Linked DNA regions of Sus scrofa: region 2 is linked to region 1. The links are chromatin contacts, called in public Hi-C maps. All regions are on one chromosome and are shown on one strand. Each heading gives the region's core, a stretch centred on a gene start, on an enhancer-like site or on the middle of the called end of the contact. The rest is flanking DNA. Distances are from core to core; before and after follow the strand shown. Region 1 overlaps PTK2 (focal adhesion kinase 1). Region 2 holds the start of TRAPPC9 (trafficking protein particle complex subunit 9).

Evidence for each region. A called contact is a pair of places that touch in the nucleus more often than the background predicts.
Region 2: a contact with region 1 is called in a Hi-C map of skeletal muscle, with 3 times the contacts expected there. The contact joins the promoter of TRAPPC9 here to the enhancer-like site in region 1. A contact is called at or near these places in 1 of 5 promoter capture datasets (fetal liver), 7 of 47 Hi-C or Micro-C datasets (embryonic fibroblasts, heart right ventricle, liver and 3 more) and 2 of 2 datasets of contacts at active chromatin or transcription factors (alveolar macrophages and skeletal muscle).

The regions. Positions count from the first base shown.
Region 1 is chr4:2,856,147-2,860,120 of Sscrofa11.1, forward strand. PTK2 (focal adhesion kinase 1) reads left to right here. Exons shown (of 31, transcript XM_021088851.1): 23 at 2,658-2,769. Among named protein-coding and RNA genes, the nearest start is that of MIR151, 9.1 kb to the left of the region's middle. Within about 2 kb of position 1,930, at least 36 of the 83 cell types and tissues checked have an H3K27ac peak or open chromatin away from gene starts, as enhancers often do. A contact at or near this core is called in fetal liver, retroperitoneal adipose tissue, skeletal muscle and 1 more, where this site is marked.
Region 2 is chr4:3,062,616-3,066,567 of Sscrofa11.1, forward strand. It overlaps TRAPPC9 (trafficking protein particle complex subunit 9), which reads left to right and starts at 2,639. Exons shown (of 24, transcript XM_021088861.1): 1 at 2,639-2,756.

The sequences.
Region 1 (3,974 bases), core at 680-3,179:
GGGACAGACAGAGTTGTCCTCCCCGGTGAGTGAGGACACAGGGCGAAAGGGGCCTGGCTGTGCCTCGCCCGGCTCAGCAGAGGTGCAGCTCCTAGCCGACGTCCTTCCTCCCGCGGCAGCAGGAGCAGCTTGATGTCACCCACTCAGGACCCACTGCCCCTTCGCCCCCTAGAGCGCCTCTGTGTGGGAGACTGGCTTGTGTGTCTTAGCTGGGCCTGGAAACGCAGAAGCTATTGGACCGCTTTCGTGCTGTCTGTGAAAGTAGCTCAGAAGCGAAATCACATCTTGTCGCTCAGAACAGAGATTTGACGAGGCTTCTCCTCACCAGCCTGTAGAGCCTGGGAGAGCAGACGTCGCCGAGTAAAAGCAGGCAGGGCACGCTTAAGTTTTCATGTCCTTTTCCTCTGCATGGACTGTTTTGACTATTTTTCTTCTCAAGTGAGAGAAGTGAAAAATGAAACTAACATCAGATAAATACTCCTTTTCCCTGTTCCTGATTCTCTTCCTCGATGGGGCTCCTGGATGAGCAGAGAATGAGGCGCCAGGTCTGATGTGTGTTAACTGACACGCCTTCTTGGCCTTCATTGTTCCATCTGTTTGCGAGCTGGAGACTCAGAAGAAGCCACCGTCCCAGGAAGACACACGACGAGGGCCCGTGGCCAGTTCCCATGAGGCAGCTAAAAGCTTTCAAATGGAATGTATTGCTACTAAAAATATTTGTAGTTTGGGAAAATATGTTTCAGTTTGACCTCCTTGACCCTCCGCACATTCTGGGTTTTTTTCCTCTGGGTTCCTCAGCAGCCGTACGGAGAAAAGGCCAGAAGTGCTTCCACGTACACTCTTACTCCATCTCTGGAACAGTCTTCCCAGTGTAAAAGCAGATTATTTTGTGAGTTCTGGATATGCCTGACAGCGCTGAGCAGCACAGCGAGGTTTCTCAGAAGCATGTTGCTGTGCTATTTTGGGTTGCTTCCTGGTCACCCCAGCGTTGGTGCTTTAAGGGACAAGACAGGCGAGTTGTGTTAGAAAGAAGCCGGCTGAAGGCTTGTCCCCTGCCGCTGACAGGAGAAACTGGATCCAAGTCCAGCAGCCGTGGGAAGCTTGCCGTCAGGCAGTGAGATAACAGGTGGTAGGTGGGGCAGCGCTGGGACAGCAGAGGCAGTCGGCCAGGAGGGGGGGACGTGAGTGTGCGTGGATGGAGCCGGGAGGGGGCGTCTCCTGGCAGCAGGGTGTTTGTGGGGGAGAGTCACCTTCAGAAAGGGTGGCCCCTGCCCAGAACAGCCTTAGGGCCACACCTGTCTCAGATGGCGTTCCCGCTGCCTTGAAGAGTATGTCACCCTTGGCCTTCTCAGATCCGGCCTCTGTTGAAACAAGCTGAAGAACTTGGAAATAAGGACTTTTTTTTTTTTTTTTTTTTTTGCTTTTTGAGGGCCATACCTGCAGCATGTGGAGGTTTCCAGGCTAGGGGACGAATCGGAGTTACAGCTGCCGTCCTGCACCACAGCTCATAGCAGCACTGGATCCTTAACCCACTGCGTGAGGCCGGAGTTCAAGCCCAAGTCCTCACAGAGACTAGTTGGGTTCATTTCCACTGAGCCACAACAGGCTCTCCAGCGACAGTTTTTTAACCTTGATTTTTTTTTCCTGATTTGTATGGATTTGTTTAAAACTACAAACCTTTGGATATTCTGATTTGGGGTCTGTTACTAATTTTGAAGGCCAGGTGATAGCAGGGCATGGGAGGTGGCCCTTCTCAGGCCAGGGCCTGCATGGACCACTGCTCCCCAAGGCCTGCACTCCTTGGTGGGGGGTGACTGGTCAGTGGCCAGGCTCCCATCATGGTGACAGGCGGCTCTCTTATCACTCAGGCGTGTTGTGATCCGGGGTTGCTGGTCCTGGGTCTCAGGGCAAAAGCCACACAGATGGGCGTTCACAACCTGTTTCAACAAGACCCGGGGCCCGAGTCCCAAGGGTGCGGGCCCAGTGAGCACTGGGCAGTGGAGGTGCCACCAAGGCTGTCACTGCGGTTAAGGTTTTGTGGTGTCTCTCCATGACCACCTGCATGGAATGAGAGGAGACCCAGATCGTGTTTTGAGGAGGGGGTGGACTCTTTGGGCTAGATTTTGCTTTTCTCGAAAGTGCCGACAGGCTCCTTGAGGAAAACCTTCCCTTTCCTTTGAACGGAGCAGAGCCAGGGGGCGGTCCGGGGCGGTTCCTCGGCGCGCTCTGCGCCTTGGGACGCGGAGCCGGACCCGGCTTGGCTGGCGGGAGGTGGCGGGAGAGGAGGGGCGGCGAGTCGCCGGCCGTGGCGCGCGCGGCGTGGCGGGCAGTGGCTGCGGAGGCGCTCGTCAGCGCTGCTGCCGGTCTTCCCGATGAGATCAAGTGCTGCTTAAAGTGAAAGTTAGTGGGCGAGGTGTCGCCGCTGGATCACCTGATGCGGTGCCGGTGGGGGGCTGTCCTGAGCCCCTGTGTGCTTGAGAACGTGCTGCCTGCAGTTTCCCGGCCCTGAGCCACCGCCCAGGGGACCGCGGGGAGCTCAGATCCCCTCCCCACTGTGGCCGCCGGCGGCGCGGCCGCGCTGCTCCTGGAAGGGTCGGGGTGGGGCTGCCGCGTTCCCTCCCAGTCAGCCCCGCTCATGCCCTGTGTTGTCTCTCTAGCACCATCCTGGAGGAAGAGAAGGTGCAGCAGGAAGAGCGGATGAGGATGGAGTCCAGACGACAGGTCGCAGTGTCCTGGGACTCCGGAGGGTCCGACGAAGCGCCGCCCAAGGTAGCGAAGCCCCCCTCCCACATTTGGCCTCGCTGGGGTTCACTCTGGAGCTTTAAGGTCCGGGCAGCTGCTGGCTGTGGGGGAAGAGTCCTTACAGCTTTTGTTTCCAATCTGCTCCACTTCGGGGCGGCCCTTCTGTTCCTAATTTGCATTTCACCCTGGGCGACAGGATTAGAGGAGGTCCTCACACCCCACCCTGCCCCACCCCCATGATCAGACCCAAGCAGTTGCCTGCTCTGGGGAGGTTTCTCTCTGCTGGGTGTCAGGGACCTTACAGGTGGTCAAGCCAAGGCTGAAACACCAGGCCATGAACGCTTCACATTTCGCTTTATTTTACATTTAGTTGAAATGAGTCAACTTCTACCTGACCCTGTTCCTTCTGGGTTTTGTCTTTTGCTGAGAAGCTCATGCACCTTTCCTGCTTTTTCTCTCATCTGGCTGGTGGCTGGGCTGTCAGTGTGGGAACAGACATGCATTGCACCTGCTTGTTAAGATCTGCTGGCGTCCTCTGTCCCCTCAGCCTCCGGGAGGCGGCCAGAGCTGGGGCTGGACACGGTCAGCCCTTAAGCACTCTCCCCAGATTAGAATTCTTTGTTCTCCATTTGCTTTTGGCAGGTTGGTATTTTCATATACTGGCTTACTTGCCACCAGTAATCCAGTTCAGGCCATTTTCTGGACAAGAAATAGGTGGTAGGCTTTTGTGCAGTTAATAGTTATCTGCTATTTGATATTTGACGAGCTAAGAATACCTTAAAGGAACTTTGATGGTTCTTCTTTTGCTTTTTGAAAAGGGTTCAGAAATCTAACACAAAACGCTGTTTAAATATTATACCCAATGGGGTTTTTTTTGGTTTGTTTTTTGTTTGTTTGTTTTTGCATTTTAGGGCCATATTCACAGCATATGGAGGTTCCCAGGCTAAAGGTCAAATCGGAGCTGCAGCTGCCAGCCTGCACCATAGCCACAGCAACTCAGGATCCGAGCTGCGTCTGCAACCTACACCACAGCTCATGGCAATGCTGGATCCTTAACCCACTGAGTGAGGCCAGGGATCGAACCAGCGTCCTCATGAATCCTAGTTGGGTTTGCTAACCACTGAGCCACGAAGGGAAATCCTATACCCAGTTTTTTTATCATGATGCCTGAAAGCTTATATTTCCTTGGCCAGTGTTTTAAACTATACTTTAGTAATACTGTTACACATTTA
Region 2 (3,952 bases), core at 1,389-3,888, 210 kb after region 1:
AGCCGAGTGCACTGCATGTAAAGAGAGCCCTGCACCCAAAGGAGTAGGAACCCTTTAGGATAACTGTTGGGGGATCAGAAATCCTGAGCAGTGATGGTATCACCAGCTAGAACACTCGTACCAGGACAACAGGCATGCACTGGGAGGGTCCTGGGCCAGTCGGGATATATGGTCCGTGTGTGCCAGCGCCATACAAGTAGCACATGACAGATGGAACTTGGATCTAGCCCACTGTCTCCCCGTGCTTTCTCATTTTATTAGTCCTGAGTGACCCTATGAAGTGATATCCCATTTTATGGGTGAGGACATTGAAGTGATGTAGTGAGTGATGGAGCTGGTGCTCTGACCTGCACTTTCGGCTCATGTTTCAGTGGTCACTCCATTGAGCCTCTTTGGGGATTGGTCTTCATCTTGGAGACCTCATGGTTGGATGGTTCAGGGAAGCAGGTTCCACCATACGCGAGACCTTCCTAACGTTGTAACATCAAACGTTCCACCTCAGTTAGGACTTGTGTAGGGGATCTGCTGTGGATGTGAGATTGGACTTGGTGATTTTATGTTTTTGGCCACACACGAGGCACACAGAAATTCCCAGGCCAGGGATCAAACCCGAGCCACGGTAGTGAGCACACAGGATCCTTAACCAACTAAGTCACCAGTGAACTCTGTGACTTGATGCTTTTAGATATTCCTCCTGTTCCAACTTTGAGTCTCAAACTCCTTGGGAGCAAGTTTGGTATAATTTTTGAATTCTCAGCATTAAGAGGTGATGCTCAGGACATGCTAAAACTACAGAAGGAGCACAACCCCAGAAGGGAGATAGCCCCTGCACCGGTCTGGACACCCCATTCGATGGCTGGTGGCAGGGGCGGGGGGAAGCTGTGGCAAGCTCTTAGGTTCTCTGAGCTCCAGTTTTCTCCTTGGTAAAAATGCAGCAGCCTCCCTCCCCCACAGATTTGCTGGGACAATCAAATAAATTAATGTGAGTACATCATAAACAGAAACATTGTATTAAAAATAGCAATGTTTCCTTTTGCCAGCATTCAATTTTGCTTTCCAAATTGCTTCTCTTAGCCATTTATAGAGAGAATAAGAACAGAGAAGGACCACGGAATGAGCACAGGCGACAGAGTCAGACAGCCTCCTAAATAGCACCAGCCACTTGCCCAGTGACCTCAGCCAAGGAGCAGCTTCTTTCTGGGTCTCAGCGCTAAGAATAGCTACCTTGCATGGATCTTACACAGACACCCTGAGCTAAACATGGTGCTCTATTCCTGGCACACAGACCTCCATAAAGGGTGGCCTCTCTTAGGGTCTGTTTTCCTTGTTCTATAACTGTCACCCTGCACCCTTAGTGCCATGGAGAAGCCACCTTGGGCAGCTTTTTTGGGGTCCTGGAAGCATTCTCTCTCGGCCTCTGGGAGACTCTGTTGAAAAACCCTTCTTGGCTGTCTGACCTGCTGGAAATCTCCCCCACTTGCTTTGCCCTGAAGATGTGTTCTGTTTCTAACTCATTCCTACTCCTTGGACAAGAATAAAAACTCCAATAGTTTTCCACTGACCCTGGGCGGGGATGAGGGATAGCTTGTTATGATTTTATAAGGAAAGCGTAAATAATAAGTCATAAAACAGCCTGGCCACAGAACAGAGGGTCAATAAATTCTTGCTGGGGTAAAGCAGAAGTGATGGCTCGGTTTTTCCCTGGCTGCTTGTATTTGCTGTACTAAAGGACACCTAAGGTAAAAAATTCAAACAGCGCAGAAATACACAAGGGAGTGGTCTCCTTTATCCGCTGTCCTCTCAGCCCTTCCTGGCGATGCCACTGTTTACAATTCCTTGTGTATTTTTTCAAATATGACATGCACAGTCCAACCTATGTTTGTAAATTCTTTTGTTGTATTTGTTTTAACCTAGAGGGGTTTAAATCCTTTCATGGCTTCTGCCCTTACCTAGCAAGCTAGGCGCTGGAACTAAGGACACTGAGGGGCCTATTCGGAGCCCTTGATGGGACCCTCAGAGTACGGAATGATTTACCCAGGAAGGTTGGGGACAGTCTGCTCCAGGCTTGGGCTCTGACCTTCTACCTCCCGCCCCGCCCGCCCAGGTCTTGCAACCTCGCAGATGAGGCACGCCAAGACTGTGCCTGCCTCAGTTTCCCTGCCTGGAAAAGGGGAACTTGAATCCTCCCCAGAGTAATTCTGAGCATTGATGACAACGCCTGCGGGTGCTTGGGCCCCGGAGCACGTCGAAGCCTGGCTCGGCGTGGGGGCAAGGAGTGTGATCCCCTGGGGATTTTGCAGGGGTGCGGTCTGGAGGGCTCCACCACCTAGGTGAACGTGAGCTGCGTGCCTAGAGGGGTCGGAAAGGGGCGCAGAGGCAGCACTGGCACTTCCTGGGGCGTGAACCGCCCCAGGAGCTGCTCCGCTCCGCTCCTTCCCCGTCTGGGTCCATCCACCCGCCCTCCGCCGCCTTCCTCCCTCCTCCCCTCCTCCCTCGGTCCACCCCGCAGCCTGCTCTTCTCCTCCCTCTTCTCTTCCCCCTTCGCCCCCTCCTCCCTCCCTCCTTCCCCGGTGTCTCTCCCAAAACCCGGAGTGGATCGCCGGGCGGGACGGGCCCGCGCATGCGCAGGGGCGGTGCCGGCTCGGCCGCCAGTCGGAAGCTCCAGCTCCGAGCGCGGGGAGCGGCCGCCGAGGCTGCTCGGCTCCACCGCCCGCCAGGCCGTTGGCTCCTGCTCCCGGCCCGGGGCCTCCGGCTGTGTAAGTGCCAGGATCGGGCAGGGGATCGCGCCGGCAGCGGGAGGGCTGTCCAAGCGACCCGGCGCGCGAGGGCGCGAGTCGGCGTGTGTCCCGCCGAGGGGCTCGCCCCAGCCCGCACCTGCCTGGGCCACCTGCCGTGGCCCCTTTCCCCGCCTGGCGGCCGGGCTGCACCTGCCGCCTGTCGGGCCGCGGCCCCGACTCTCCTCCGGGGGCGGAGGCCGGCCCCTTCCCCGCTTCCGCCCCCGGGTCCCCTCCGGCCGGGCGTCCTCTCCTTGGCCCCCGCCCCCGGCCGGGACCCGTGGCCGGGCTGGGGCTGCTCGGAGCCGGGCTGCCCGCGATCCCGGCGCTGCCCTGCTCTCCCTTTCCTTCCTCGGTCTCTTCTGGATTGAAAGTGCCTCCGATCCCGCTCGGCGGCGTCAGGCGCTGTTTCCCGGGGACAAGATCCCCGAATTGGAAAGTCCGGCTTCTCCGGCCAGGTCTTGGGAACAGAGAGAGCCCGCGCTGTGTTTGCCTTGGTCTCTTCCCTGTATCTGCCCCACGTAAATGCCTTTTAACGCGGGGTTTTCTGCGGTGGGGATGGGGCGCTTGTTGATTTCACATGTTTTGATGGAGGGAGGGGCTATAGTGTTGAAAGCAGGGCTCAGTTTAGTTAAAAATGAGCTGAAGGCATGAGGCTTTGAGGTCCTCCACCCCCCTCCGCGCCAGTTTAAACTTGTGACTGGCGATTTTTAAAAGGTAGTTATAGTGGCTTCCTGGTCCAGCCCGGCTAGTATTTGTTCGCATGAGACAACAGCAGTAGAGGCATATTGGAGACCCAGGAATATTGCAGTCCTAAGGATCTGGCAGGTTTTTAGTTGTTTGTTAAACTGTGAGGCAGGCTAGTAGTATAGAAGGAAAAATAGTTCTCAAGAGATATTTTTTCAAATAAGAGCTTTGAGATAATGTTCACATACCATGAAGTCCACCCATTTAAATCATTCAGTTCCGTGGTTTTGGAATGTTCACAGTCGTGCAACCACTATTCCAGAACCTTTTCATCCCTTCAAAAAGAAATTCCACTCCCATTGGCAGTGTCCCCTCCTGCAGCCGGTGGCAGCCACAAATTTACTTTCTGCATTTGCAGAGTTGGGGCATTTCATGTAAATGAATTCATACACGATGTGGCCTTTTGGGTGTGAAAACTTTCACTGAGCATG